Regions from separate parts of the Mus musculus genome. Here region 2 is linked to region 1. The links are chromatin contacts, called in public HiChIP or PLAC-seq maps. All regions are on one chromosome and are shown on one strand. Each heading gives the region's core, a stretch centred on a gene start, on an enhancer-like site or on the middle of the called end of the contact. The rest is flanking DNA. Distances are from core to core; before and after follow the strand shown.

Evidence for each region. HiChIP or PLAC-seq counts read pairs in DNA pulled down with a chosen protein or histone mark.
Region 2: a CTCF HiChIP or PLAC-seq map of CD8 T cells shows a contact between it and region 1, with 5 read pairs. The contact joins the enhancer-like site here to the promoter of Nans in region 1. A contact is called at or near these places in 6 of 39 promoter capture datasets (the 3T3-L1 cell line, the HPC-7 cell line, cranial neural crest and 3 more), 1 of 15 datasets of contacts at CTCF or cohesin (CD8 T cells), 4 of 115 datasets of contacts at active chromatin or transcription factors (bone marrow-derived macrophages, embryonic stem cells and pancreatic cancer cells) and 3 of 9 other capture datasets (adipose tissue, liver and pancreatic islet).

What each region holds. Positions count from the first base shown.
Region 1 is chr4:46,484,217-46,491,001 of GRCm38.p6, forward strand. It overlaps Nans (N-acetylneuraminic acid synthase (sialic acid synthase)), which reads left to right and starts at 5,113. Exons shown (of 6, transcript NM_053179.3): 1 at 5,113-5,274. The coding sequence starts at 5,143.
Region 2 is chr4:46,583,262-46,590,204 of GRCm38.p6, forward strand. All of the region lies in intron 1 of Coro2a (coronin, actin binding protein 2A), which reads right to left. Among named protein-coding and RNA genes, the nearest start is that of Coro2a, 15 kb to the right of the region's middle. Within about 2 kb of position 1,855, at least 46 of the 459 cell types and tissues checked have an H3K27ac peak or open chromatin away from gene starts, as enhancers often do. A contact at or near this core is called in CD8 T cells, the HPC-7 cell line and bone marrow-derived macrophages, where this site is marked.

The sequences.
Region 1 (6,785 bases), core at 3,863-6,362:
GAAGGAATTTGAGGTGGGAAGGTGGAATCTGGGCCTAAATGTTTACTCTTCAGAGCTTCCTGAGACCAGCAGACACCATCTTTTACTTCTGTGTGCATGTGTGTGCATGTGTGCATGTGTGCGTGTGTATGTGTTCCACTACATTTCATTAGGATTGCTTGCAGGAGAATTTATTTACTGGGGGTTTATTTACTCGAGCAAGTAATGTATTCTCTCGCCCTCTATTTAAACCCTAAGCCTCATGTTAGCTCCTGATGTATGTGTCACTAGGTTTATTATTATTTACTTTATGTGTATGGCTGTTTTGGTTTCATATATGTCTGTTCACCTTGTGCATGCCTGGTGCCCACAGAGCCAGAAGAGAACATTGGATCCCCTAGAGATGGATGGGTGTGAGCCACCATCTGATACGGTGATATCAGAATTTACCCCAGGTCCTCTGAAAAAGCAGCCAGTGCTTCTAACCACTGAGCTATCTCTGGAGCATCTCACATGTTTGTTCCATTGGAGTACTGAGGAGAGTGGCCAGGTTGACCTTGCCACGGCTGCCAGGACCAGCCTCATTACATACTGAAATCTTTGGTGGCAAGTTTGCTGTCATTTGTTGGCTTCTCAAGCAGACTAAGTGTGTGTTTTTCATTGCCTTCTGTATAATTTGCGGTCAGGCACTTATGTGTGAATGTAGTCTACTTGCACTGCAAACGCCTTTCATTCTATTGCAGTTTATAGGAAAGGACCACAGCTCTTTCCTGCCCATACTGTTCCCTGGCACAGAGCAGCCACTCTGGAACCCTGAGTTTCTGGGTGTAGGTGTGACGTACCTTCAGGAAACAAAAGTAGGCAAAGTTGTCAAAGGTCAAATCGTACAAGCAGGGGATACCCATAGTTGAGTTAGAGTTTTTGTGTCATTCCAGGGTAGAATGGGGACCTGTTTGCCCAGAAACAGCTGAGAAACTAGCTTTATGCTACCAGGAGATGCCCAACCAAACCAAAGGAAGCAGAAAGTAGGCATTTGTATGACTGGTAATGATGCTTATATATAGGACTCAGAACACTGGGAGATCACTCTGGCCACTTGACATCAGGGCAGGTCTTTGGCAGCTCGGGTGGGGACTTATGAGTGGTTTAAGAATGCACTTCTTCCTCAGATGAACTTGCCAGAAAACTGACTTCAGTAATAGCCACACCAGTCATATTCTCCCAAGATGCTGGATGAGGTTAGGAGAGAAAACGGAGGTGGTGAATTCATCTTCAGACTTCCAGAACATAGCACCCAACTTTCCAGGCTGTGCTCTCGAGTTCTGATACTACAGGGCACATGAAGACCCACCCCTCCCCTCACTCCTCCCTAACCCTGGCTCCAGAACACAGTTCTAAATCATGGCTCCACATGACATAAAGCAGAGAAGGTGCTGTGTCTTCTGTGCTCTGCATAGGGCTTTGTCCTGGTGTCCCAGATGGTCCCTGACTCCAAGTACCTCAGGACCTCAGGGGGCATCAAAGAGGGACAGCTAATTAAAAGGCAAGGTGCAGAGAAGACAGTTCCCTGAGAGAAAGGGTTGAGAGGAAGTGACTAACGCCCTGAAGAGCAGGCAGAGATAGCTGAGCATGCGTGCTGGGGGAGGGGCGTGTGGTGCGAACCCAACCAGGAAGCAGGCTGGGCTGTGGCCTGGAGGTGACAGAACATGATCCTTAGGGAACTCAAAATAGTTCAGGGTGGCTGGACATGCTGGGGCAACACGCGAGGCGGGAGCCATCAGCTGGAGGAAGCTTTGCCAAAGCCAAGTTCAAGAGAAACTTGGCACAGCAAGGGTAGCCCCTGGGCCTCAGAGGTCTAATGTGGGAAGTGTCAGGGTTCTCCAGTTTCCTCAAGAGCATGCTCTCCCTCGCCCTCCTCAGCCAGGCACAGGAAAAGGTCCTGTTCTGAAAACTCTTCCCACACACTCTCACCTGTTCGGATAGATTAAACATCGATTTATCAGCCAACCAGAAAGAAGCCACAGGAAGCACCAGAAACTACCACTGAAATGCAAGATCACGAGTCGGGTGAATTGCCTCCTCGAGGTGTTCAGTGCTGGAACACTTGCCCAGCATGGCAGGGTGCTGGGCCTCACCCGTAGAAAAACAGGGGAGCAGACAAGCCAAACCCTTTACTGTTTACTGGGGGGGGGGGGGGGGGGTTGAGACAGGGTCTTTTGTAGGGATGTGTTTTCATTGTAGGCTTTTCTCCTCTCCTTCCTCCTCCTCTTTTTCTTCTTTTTTGGTTTTTCAAGACAGAGCTTCTCTGTCAGGTCCAGGTTGCCCTGGAACTCACTCTGTAGACCAGGCTGGCCTTAAACTGAGAGATTCACCTGCCTCTGCCTCCCAAGTGCTGGGATTAAAGATGTGCACATCCACCAATCAGCTTCTTCCTTTTATTGAGGCAAGGTCTCTCTTTATGTAGCTCTGGCCTGCAACTATGTAGACCGGACTGGCTTAGAACTCACAGGGATCTGTCTGCTTCTGCCTCCTAAATTCTAGGATTAGAGGCCTATGCTACCACCTCCAGCTTAATTTTTTTTTATTTGGTCACAGATTATGTAACATTACAATGATTTTTATTTCTCTTTTTCTTCTTTTTTCTTAAATCTCATTCTTTCTTCAGTTAGACACAGTGGCACATGGTAGTGAGCCCAGCACTTAAGGCGGATCCAGGAGCTCATGGCCACGTTCAGCTGTATGGCAGTCTGGGCTACATGAGGCCCTTTCTCAGTACAAGAACAAACCCACGGGCTGGCGAGATGGCTCAGTGGGTAAGAGCACTGACTGCTCTTCCGAAGGTCCTGAGTTCAAATCCCAGCAACCACATGGTGGCTCACAACCATCTGTAATGAGATCTGGCGCCCTCTTCTGGTGTGTCTGAAGACAGCTACAGTGTACTTACATATAATAAATAAAAAAATCTTAAAAAAAAAAAAAGAACAAACCCACAACAATAAAGAAACGCTAGAATAACTGCTCCCCTGGCTGACGTGGAACTCACCGTGTGGCTGCAATGTCGACAAGTGCTGTGGTTATAGGCTGGAGCCACCATGCTTGGCCGACATTGTTTTCTTTAGCCAAAAGGGACTGAGTTTCTTTAGTGCCATATTTCCTATTCTCAGTGATCAGTGTTGCTCTGCCAACTAAAGTTGAGGCAGTAGGTCTCTGCCAGCTGCTACAGCACACCAATGTCCTGTCCAGCCATGAGTCCGGCTTTTAGTTCCTTCTTGCTCACTCTGCAGCAATGGGCCTTCCATGTTGACTTGCCCTCTCTGGGACACTCGCCAGTTCTCTGTGGGTGTTGTCTGCTCTCTGCTTCCTCTGCTATGACCGCCCCACCCCCTATCTGTCCTGCTTTCTCCATCTCCTCAGCCTTTCTTCCTGGGGATGGCTTCCAGAGCTCCCTCCCTCTCAGTCAGGTTCAGATGTGTTTCTTCCTGTCTTGTGGGTACTTTGAACTACATGTTTATTCCAATGTGTTCAAACCCTCTATTCTGGCCGGGCGGTGGTGGCACCCGCCTTTAATCCCAGCACTTGGGAGGTAGAGGCAGGTGGATTTCTGAGTTCGAGGCCAGCCTGGTCTACAAAGTGAGTTCCAGGACAGCCAGGGCTACACAGAGAAACCCTGTCTTGAAAACACCACACAAAAACAAAACAAAACAAAACAAAACAAAACAAAACAACCTCTGTCCTGGCTGTCTTCCGTTCTTCAGTTCTGTGTAGTCAAACAGGAAATCGATCTAACTCTGAAATCCAAGGAGTGTGCTGTAGGAGACCCGGGCTGGGAGACACTCCAGGGCCGCAGTCTGAGCCCCGCTCTAGAGTTCAGGATGACTTTGGCCAAATTAGTGAAACTCCCTGAGGCTAATGCCTCTCATATAGTAGAAACAGCTATGGCTGTCTAAAATGTACTGCACTGTGGACTGGAGGCATGCATGGTTCAGCGATAAGGCTCATTGGCTGCTCTTCCAGAGGACCTGGGCTCAGTTCTCAGCATCCACTTGGTGGCTCACAATCGTCTGTACTCCAATTCCAGGGACTATGATTCCCTCTTCTCAGTTCTTCAGGTACCAGGCACACATGTGGTGCACAAAACAAACCATATACATAAAAACAAATTAAACAAATTAAATACCATACCAATTTTTGCAATCAAAGATTTCTTTTTTTGTTGTTTTTGCTTTTGTTTTTTTCGAGACAGGGTTTCTCTGTATAGCCCTGGCTGTCCTGGAACTCACTTTGTAGACCAGGCTGGCCTCGAACTCAGAAATCTGCCTGCCTCTGCCTCTCGAGTGCTGGGATTAAAGGCGTGTGCCACTATGCCCGGCTTCAAAGATTTCTATATACTGTCTTACAATTCTATATGATACTTCTGTTTCAGGGAAGAATGTAAACAATGCTTGAGAAGACCAGAGAGTCATAACTGTCTTAATGTTAGCCACAAATACCATTTTAGTGCTTCTCAAGTTGCATCTCACAAGGTTACTAAGATTCCCCACCACCACCCATTTCCTTCACTCTCTTGGAAAGTGAGGTGGCTCCAGAGATGCCTTGGATGGGGTATAACCTGATATGGCAAAACCAGGAGCCACTAGGGTTTCCTGAGGCATTTGGTGTCTGCCCTTTCCCTCTAACGTGATTTTTCATGAGATTTCTAGAAAACTGCAGACTACAGTTAGTTGTTAGCGGCTGCGTGGAAATTCCTGTTAGTCTGTTGACAAAAGACATCACGCAGATTCTTGGGTGAGCGCTCCTCTCTGTCTTATGCTCGCAAGATTTCCTCGTCTTTCTGTTCTGTCTCAGAATCCGCAACCATGGGATTCGAACTCTAGAACACCTACTTTCCTGACTGCTTCATGGGCTGCACTCTCTCCTTGTTCTTCTATCTAGCCATAAAGTAGACCAAATTGTGTCTAGAGGCGTAGGCAGCGCTGGAGGGGCGGGGCTTGCTTTTCTCCCCGCTCTCTGCAGAGGTAAGGCTCCGATTGGCTGTCGAGCGAGACGGGGCCCGCGGATTGGCTGCGCGACAGCCGCCGGCTGACGTGGCGGGGCTGAGACCTGCGGGCCTGCGCGGCGGGTGCGGAAACGCCCGGGGCAGCAAGCAGGCGCGGGTAATGCACCATGCCGCTGGAACTGGAGCTGTGTCCCGGGCGCTGGGTGGGTGGAAAGCACCCGTGCTTCATCATCGCGGAGATCGGCCAGAACCACCAAGGAGACATAGATGTGGCCAAGCGCATGATCCGCACTGCCAAGGTGAGGGGCGGGGCCCGTGGAGGAGTAAGTAGCGGAGGAGCCCAGGAAGGTTGACGGAGGAGTTTGCAGGGAACCCGGGCGGGGGGCAGGCTAACGGAGGGGCCCGGGAGAATTCACGGAGGGGCTTGGGAGAGCGCGGCCGCGATTGCCTTCTGGTCCTGTGCTCCGCGTCTCTCTTGCCTCGGCTCCCCAACTCCGTCTAACAGCTGCTCTTGCTCGCCCTCCCAACCGATCTTCTTTCTGTTTAGATCAGCTCCTACCCTTGCCTGGCCTGCTCCGTGGCTTCCTACCTAACCAGAATCTTAGGGACCCAGCCCCTTCCTGCTTGTCATATGCCACCCCAGAGATCCTCCCGTGTGATATTTGTCTACAGTCCTTGGAAGTTGGTGTGGTTTTTCTCAGTCCCAGTGTTTGGATTACTAACCGGTAAAAAGTGCAGATCGGGTTAGGGACTAAGCTGCCTGATTTGAAAACCCGGCTTCATGGAGCTGGGATGAGCATCCGTGAAGGGAAGGAGTGAAAAGCACAATAATTAGTCCAGGGCTCCTTGGGTGACCACTAACTACAGCTGCTGAGATGCTTGTGACTACACGCCCACCCACTTCTCTTAGTAAGTTTCCACACGTTCAGTCCGAACGACAGGGATGGCTTCTCCAGCTACAGCCCGCAGCCCTAGGTCTCACGGTGTTTTGCTTCTAGTCCTTTTAAAACAGGGACTTACTCTAACCTGGGCTAGACTGGGAGTCATCATGTATCCCAGGCTATCCCTCAGATATTTTGCTTCAGGCTTCCAAGTACTGGGATTACAGGTGCTAGCCTTCACTCAGGACTTGTCATACTTTCTTTTAATCCTTTCTTTGTTTTGAATGAATCTTTGAAGAGAAACCGTCCTGTTCGTCATTGTGACCCTAACCCTCAGCTTTCATAAAGTCTACCCTGTGATTTCTTTTTTCTTTTTTCTTTTTTTGGTTTGTTATCTTTTTAATTGATTGTTATTATTGTTTTTGGAGACAAGAGTCTCACTCTGTAATGTAGATTGGCTTGGAATTTACTCTGTAGACTAGGCTAGGCTCTCAAGCTTGGACCCGTTTTCCTGTCATAGTCTCCCAAGTGTCGAGAGTGTAGGCATGGGTCATTACATTCAGCAGTTCCTGGGGCTGGAAAGATGGCTCAGTGGTTAAGAGCATTGGCTTCTTTTCCAAAGGACCTGAGTTCAGTTCCCAGCACCCACATGGCTGCTCACAGCTATTTCTAACCCCATCGAGTGTCAAGATAGCACTCCACTCTCTACATGGACTCTCTCAAATTCAGTTTTATCTTACCTTTCCTTAGAACTAATTAATTGGTCTTGTGATCACAGTACTGTTGAAGCACAAAAGGACTTTAAAGTAATAACTGCTAACACAGTTTTAGATTGTCACTCTTGAGATGCGGAACTAAGTGCTTTTGTGTACTCTCTCTTTTAATTCCTATGATGCTTGTTGTCAACTTCATTGATATCTTTGATCCTA
Region 2 (6,943 bases), core at 605-3,104, 96 kb after region 1:
AAAGAAGTAGTTTTAGAGTTGGGTCAAGATGTGGCAAATTTAAAGACCAGAATGTCCACTAAGTGTCATGCAAATTATGATTTTATCTGCGTTACACCACTACCATATAATGCTTCTGAGAGCTGGGAAAGAACCAAGGCTCATTTACTGGGCATTTAAAATAACAATGAGATTTCATATAACATACAAAAATTAACCAACCTAATTAGTGATATGAGCAAACAACATATTGACGCAGTGGACCTTAGTGGCTTGGCTCAGTCTTTTGCCAACGGAGTGAAGGCTTTAAATCCATTGGATTGGACACAATATTTCATTTTTATAGGAGTTGGAGCCCTGCTTTTGGTCATAGTACTTATGATTTTCCCCATTGTTTTCCAGTGCTTTGCAAAGAGCCTTGACCAAGTGCAGTCAGATCTTAACGTGCTTCTTTTAAAAAAGAAAAAAGGGGGAAATGCCGCGCCTGCAGCAGAAATGGTTGAACTCCCGAGAGTGTCCTACACTTAGGAGAGAAGCAGCCAAGGGGTTGTTTCCCACCAAGGACGACCCGTCTGCGTGCACGCGGATGAGCCCATCAGACAAAGACATACTCATTCTCTGCTGCAAACTTGGCATAGCTCTGCTTTGCCTGGGGCTATTGGGGGAAGTTGCGGTTCGTGCTCGCAGGGCTCTCACCCTTGATTCTTTTAATAACTCTTCTGTGCAAGATTACAATCTAAACGATTCGGAGAACTCGACCTTCCTCCTGGGGCAAGGACCACAGCCAACTTCCTCTTACAAGCCACACCGACTTTGTCCTTCAGAAATAGAAATAAGAATGCTTGCTAAAAATTATATTTTTACCAATAAGACCAACCCAATAGGTCGATTATTAATCACTATGTTAAGAAATGAATCGTTACCTTTTAGTACTATTTTTACTCAAATTCAAAGGTTAGAAATGGGAATAGAAAATAGAAAGAGACGCTCAACCTCAGTTGAAGAACAGGTGCAAGGACTAAGGGCCTCAGGCCTAGAAGTAAAAAGGGGAAAGAGGAGTGCACTTGTCAAAATAGGAGACAGATGGTGGCAACCAGGGACTTATAGGGGACCTTACATCTACAGACCAACAGATGCCCCGCTACCATATACAGGAAGATATGATTTAAATTTTGATAGGTGGGTCACAGTCAATGGCTATAAAGTGTTATACAGATCCCTCCCCTTTCGTGAAAGGCTCGCCAGAGCTAGACCTCCTTGGTGTGTGTTAACTCAAAAAGAAAAAGACGACATGAAACAACAGGTACATGATTATATTTATCTAAGAACAAGAATAAACGTTTGGAAAAAGATTTTTCATTATACCAAGGAGGGGGCAGTGGCTAGACAATTAGAACACATTTCTGCGGATACCTTTGACATAAGGTATAATAAATAACCTTTATGAGCCCAACCTTGCGGTTCCCAGGGTTCAAATAAGTTCTTGGTCACAAACTGTTCTTAAAACAAAGATGTGAGACAAGTGGTTTCCTGACTTGGTTTGGTATCAAATGTTTTGATCTAAGCTCTGAGTGTTCTATTCTCCTATGTTCTTTTAGAACTTATCCAAGTCTTATGTAAATGCTTATGTAAACCATGATATAAAAGAGTGCTGATTTTTTGAGTAAACTTGCAACAGTCCTAACATTCACCTCTCGTGTGTTTGTGTCTGTTCGCCATCCCGTCTCCGCTCGTCACTTATCCTTCACTTTCCAGAGGGTCCCCCCGCAGACCCCGGTGACCCTCAGGTCGGCCGACTGCGGCAGCTCCCCACTGAGGCTTGCTCTTGTCTTTGTCTTCTCAGCTACGCAGGGCTTTCTTGAATGGGGAACCTGGCACAGGCATCCTGGTGGCCTAGGTGTCTCCTCTGCTGCAGGACATGACAGAGAGACCTCCCCCACCCCAGTTCCAGGCAGTAATGGCTCTTGCTAACCACTGTCCACTTTTGGAGAAGGGCAAGCCCAGGTTCCTGTACTCCATCCAACAAAGGGAACAAACATCATGCAGCCCGAGCATGCAGTGAGCCGAGCCTCGTGGAGGAAGACTGGGGGGAAAGGGCTTGATTTACTTAGGAAACTCGGCGATCCTACCCGCACTGCAGGAATCCAGGTGTGCTGGTACACATCTGTTATCTCAGCCACTTGAGAAGTAGAGACAGAAAGGTCAGAAGCTCAAGGCCCTCCTCAGCTATACAGTGAATCCAAGGCCAGAAATTAAAAATGTAAGGAATGGCAACTTTCACGGAGTCCTTGCTGCAAGTCAGGCTTGGATGTAAGGGGTTTGCAATCAGAGTGTCCTGGGCTCTGGGAAGGGCTGGAGTAGGGCAGAAGTGTTCACTCTGCTTCACTTCTCGGGGTGGCATTTGTGTGTGTGTGTGCGTGCACGTGTGCATGTATGTGCTGGGTGGCGGGGAGTGGTGCCACATGTCCCTGTAACTAGGAGAGATCAGAGAAAAGTCTGTTGTACGCTGAAGCCCACCATTTTCTAACTCTTGCTGAGTCTAATTCTATGCCAGACCCACTAGCTCTTTCTCTCAGACGGGCACTGCACAAGGAGGCGAGAGTAAGGCACATAGAGTCCCAGTGGTGACCAGGCTCAGTCAGAGCTAGCTTGGCTCCCTGCCTCCCTCTCCACACCTTTCCTGCTCAACTCTGAGGGTTTGGCTTGCATCCTGCCAGTGTTGGAGAACTCAGTCCTCTGGGAGGGCAATTTTCTGGCTTCTGCTGCCATCAGTCCCTGGAGCCCCAGCAGCCATCTGTGGCTTCCACAGTAACAGCCTCACAGACGTCGGAGGTCCCTGACCACGGGCTACTGGGACAGCTCGGGTGTAGGCTGGAAACTTCCTTGTGGGACCGTTTCCTGTTTCCTCTCCGGTTTCTGGTTGTCTTCCTTGGGTGTGTCAAACTGTCACCTCACCCAGTCTGGATCCACACATCCTAGGTGGGAGCTGAGGACCCTCAGTACAGCAGGTCCTCCATAATTTAGAATGATCACACAGCAAGATCCAGGAGGGGAAACTGAGGCAGCATGCTCGTGACTGCCAGGGCAGAACTGGGAACAGGAATCAGGTCTGGAAGTCTTCTAAGACAGCGAACAAAGTTTCCTTTCATCGTGTGCCTGGTTACAGCACCAAATATTTCCCCTCTTATCTCTACCACGCTAAGTAATAGTGGGAACTTGTTTGTGGAGGGACAAATTCCAAGGATGGCTGGCAAAGGAGAAAAGGCCTTATGTGGAAAGGTCAGGGGTCACCCACATTATCAGAATCCTCTTGGGGGGTCAGAGCTTCTTTTCCCTTTAAAAGAAGGGCCTCATTATGTGGCTCAGGCTGGTCTTGAACACAGCCCGCAGCCTTCCACATTTTGGGGTTAACTGGTGCGTGCCACCTCACCCAGCTTTGCCCTCGGGCTTTTGAAAGGTGAGGTGCTTTGACTGAGAGAGGCTTGGGTTGAAAACATGGGGTTTCTGGGGGCCAGGAGAGAAGATAAATCCAGGGATTTTTCCTGTTGGCAAGGCCAGCAGTCCTAAGTGCCATGGGGTGAACCTGAACACATCGCTTTATCCAGCATCTTCCCAAGGCTGACAGGTTAGTGTCAGGTAGGACTTTATATTCACAGTTGGCAGTACATGTGTGTCTGCGTGTGCATGCACACACTTGTACACGTGTGCAAGTGTGTAACAGAGATCCATCTCAACTATGGGGGCGAAGCCAAGAGGAGACCACAGGTTTAGCACAGGCTATGAGCTTCTTTGTTTGTTTGTTTGTTTGAAACACATTCTCATATATCCTAGGCTGGCCTCAAACTCACTGTGAAGGGTGACTTTGAAGCTCTGCTCCTTCTGTGTGCTGGTATTATACCTGAATAGCATTCCACTTCCAAATTTTAAAAAAAAATTATTTTTATGTATATAGGTGTTTTGCCTGTGTGCATGCCTGGTACTCTTGGAGGTCAGAAGAGGGGGTCAGATCCCTTGGAACTGGAATTACAGACAGCTTTGAGTCTGTAACTCCCCCGTGTGAATACTGGACTCGAACCCTGGTCCTCAGCATCAGCAGCCAGTGCTCTTTCTTAACTGCTGAGCCATCTCTCCAACTCCAGCTTCCACACATTTTCATCAACCCAAAGGGCAGAACCCCTGAGACTGCACTCAAGTATTTTATTTTATTCATTTTTTGGGGTTTTTTGAGATAGGTTTTCTCTGTGTAGACCAGGCTGGCCTAGAACCCAAAGACCTGCCTGCCTCTGCCTCCCAAGAGCTGGGACTGAAGGCCTGTGTCACCACCTCCACTACCTGGCAACCAGCATTTTATTTTATATTAAATTCCAGAGCCCATCAGCAGGAGATGAAAAGATGTGATATAAACACGAGGGACATTCACAGCTATTCAGAGAGGCTGTCAACCTGCCCTTCAAATGCTGTCCCCAAGATACAAGCCCTCATAGGTGGGGGATTGTGACAATTAACCTATTTTTAGTTTTGTTTGTGCAGAAGGGAGGGAGGGAGAGAGAGAGAGAGAAGGAGGGACGGGGAGAGGGACAGTGTCTTACTGTATAGCCCAGACTAGTCACAAATTTGTGGTGATCCTCCTGCCTCAGGCTCCTGACTGTTGTGATTACATATATGCATCATCACACCCAGCTCTTTTGAAACCACACTCCCTTAGGGAGCCAGCAAGATGGCTAAGCGTGTAAAGGTGATTGCCACCAAGCCTGGCAATCTGAGTCCCTGAGTTCAATCCCTGGGACCTCCATGCTAGAAAAACTGACTCCCACAAGGTGTCCTGTGATCTCCAAACATGCTGCGCCACATGTGTGTCTACACATACCAAACACATACATGAAATACAATTAAACAGTTAACACCTTGTCCTGAGAGTGTAGCAGAGACTGAAGGGAAGGCTGTCCAGCAACTGCCCCAACTGGGGATCCATCCCACATGCAGACAGCAAACCCAGACACTATTGTGGATGCCAAGAGACGCTTGCTGACAGGAGCCTGATATAGCTGTCTCATGAGAGGCTCTGCTGGAACCTGACCAATACAGACACGGATGCACACAGCCAAACATTTGACCAAGTGTGGGGACCCCAATGGGGAAGTTAGGGCAAGGACTGTAGGAGCTGAAGGGGTTTGTACCCCACTAGAAGAACAACAATATCAACAAACTAGATTCCCCAAAGCTCCCAGGGACTAAACCACCAACCAAAGAGTATACAGGGGGGAACCCATGGCTCCAGCTGGATATGTAGCAGAGGATGGCCTTATCACTGGGAGGGGAGCCCCTTGGTCCTGTGGAGGCTTGATGATCCAGGATAGGGGAATGCTCGGGTGCTGAGGCAGGATTGGGGGGAGAGCGGGGGAGCACCCTTATAGAAGCAGGGGGAGGGAGGAGAGGATAGGGGGCTTGTGGAGGGGAAACTAGGAATGGGGATACCATTTGAAATGCAAATAAATAAAATAACCAATTAAAAAACACATTAAAGCTGGGCAACGGTGGCACAGGCTTTAATCCCAGCACTTGGGAGGCAGAGGCAGGCGGATTTCTGAGTTTGAAGCCAGCCTGGTCTACAGAGTGAATTCCAGGACAGCCGGAGATATACAGAGAAACCCTGTCTTGAAAAACAAAACAAAACAAAACAAAACAAAACAAAACAAAACAAAACAAAACAAAACAAAACAACAAAAAACATGTTAAAAGAACCCTTGTCCCTTGGGGAAGAGTTAGCTAAGTTATATAATGGGTAGTTAATATACTCTGTTAATCTGCTGGGTTAGTTTGGATTAATCAACCAGGTTAACTAACTGGGATATCCTGCTAAAAAGATCACAGAGTAGGGATCCCTGTCACCCCTTTTCTGCATCTTCCCCTCCCCCTAGAGATTCCTCGGTCATATGAGACAGATCTGCTAGATACTCACTGGGGAGCAGGTGTCCATACCTGACAATCACGAGTGAGCCCAAATCTTTCCGTTTTGGTGTGGGAGTGGAACCCAGGGCCCTGTGCAAGCCACAGTGCTCTTCCACCGAGCCCACACTGAGCCCCAAGCCCTGTTCTTGTTGAGTCAGGTTATATGTAGCCTGCTGACAGGCATCTCATATTGCACACCTCACTCTGGAAGCCCCATGGTCCACGCTGCTTCGCATGCTTCATGTGTGAATACGAGAGCCAGGAGCTCATGTGTGTGGGGCGGGGGAGGAACACTTCTCTCCAGGTCTAGAGACCCAAAATGACAGCCCTTGTCCTGCTTTGGGGCTCAGGCCACCAAGTTAGTCTTCTTCCTGCACTGCAGGAGGGTCCCTGAATCTCTACCTCAGTATCCACTCTGTGAGCCCTCTCCTGTAAAACAGGACCAATCAGAGCGAGCGTGGGCCGCTGTCAGGGAGCCTAGGATGTTTTGTGATTTGTGGGCTGAGAACTAGGGTGCCTTCAGGACCCAGACCGTCAGCTTCTGCTTGCCAACTGCATCAGTAGACCCTGTTAAAATCTTCATGGAGTTCTGGCCTGGGCAGCTACGGTTCTGGGCCTGATGAGGCAAAGGCCTGAGACCTGCTTCTGTCTCCATGGCCCTCTTCAGTTCCTCCCTCCAGGCTGTCCAATCCTCAGCACCTGCCTCTCTGAACCTTCCTGGGGGCTGCTGTCAGGGCAGCATCCTGCTCCAAACCTCCCACTGTCTCTCCACTGAGCACTGAAAGCCAAGGTGTGGCTTTTGAGGGTATCTGGAGGGGCTAAGAGAGAGGGAGAAAGGGAAGGCAGTTCAGGGAGATAAGACAGCAGCCTGAAAGAGAGCCATATGGGGGCATCTTCTACAGAGAATTTCAAGTTGGCGACAGAAGCTGACCTGAGTCTGGCTTCCTGTGGTCATGCATTTCTGGTTTGTATCAATGAGCAAGCTCTCCTTGGTTGCTGGGGTGCAGCTCATAGC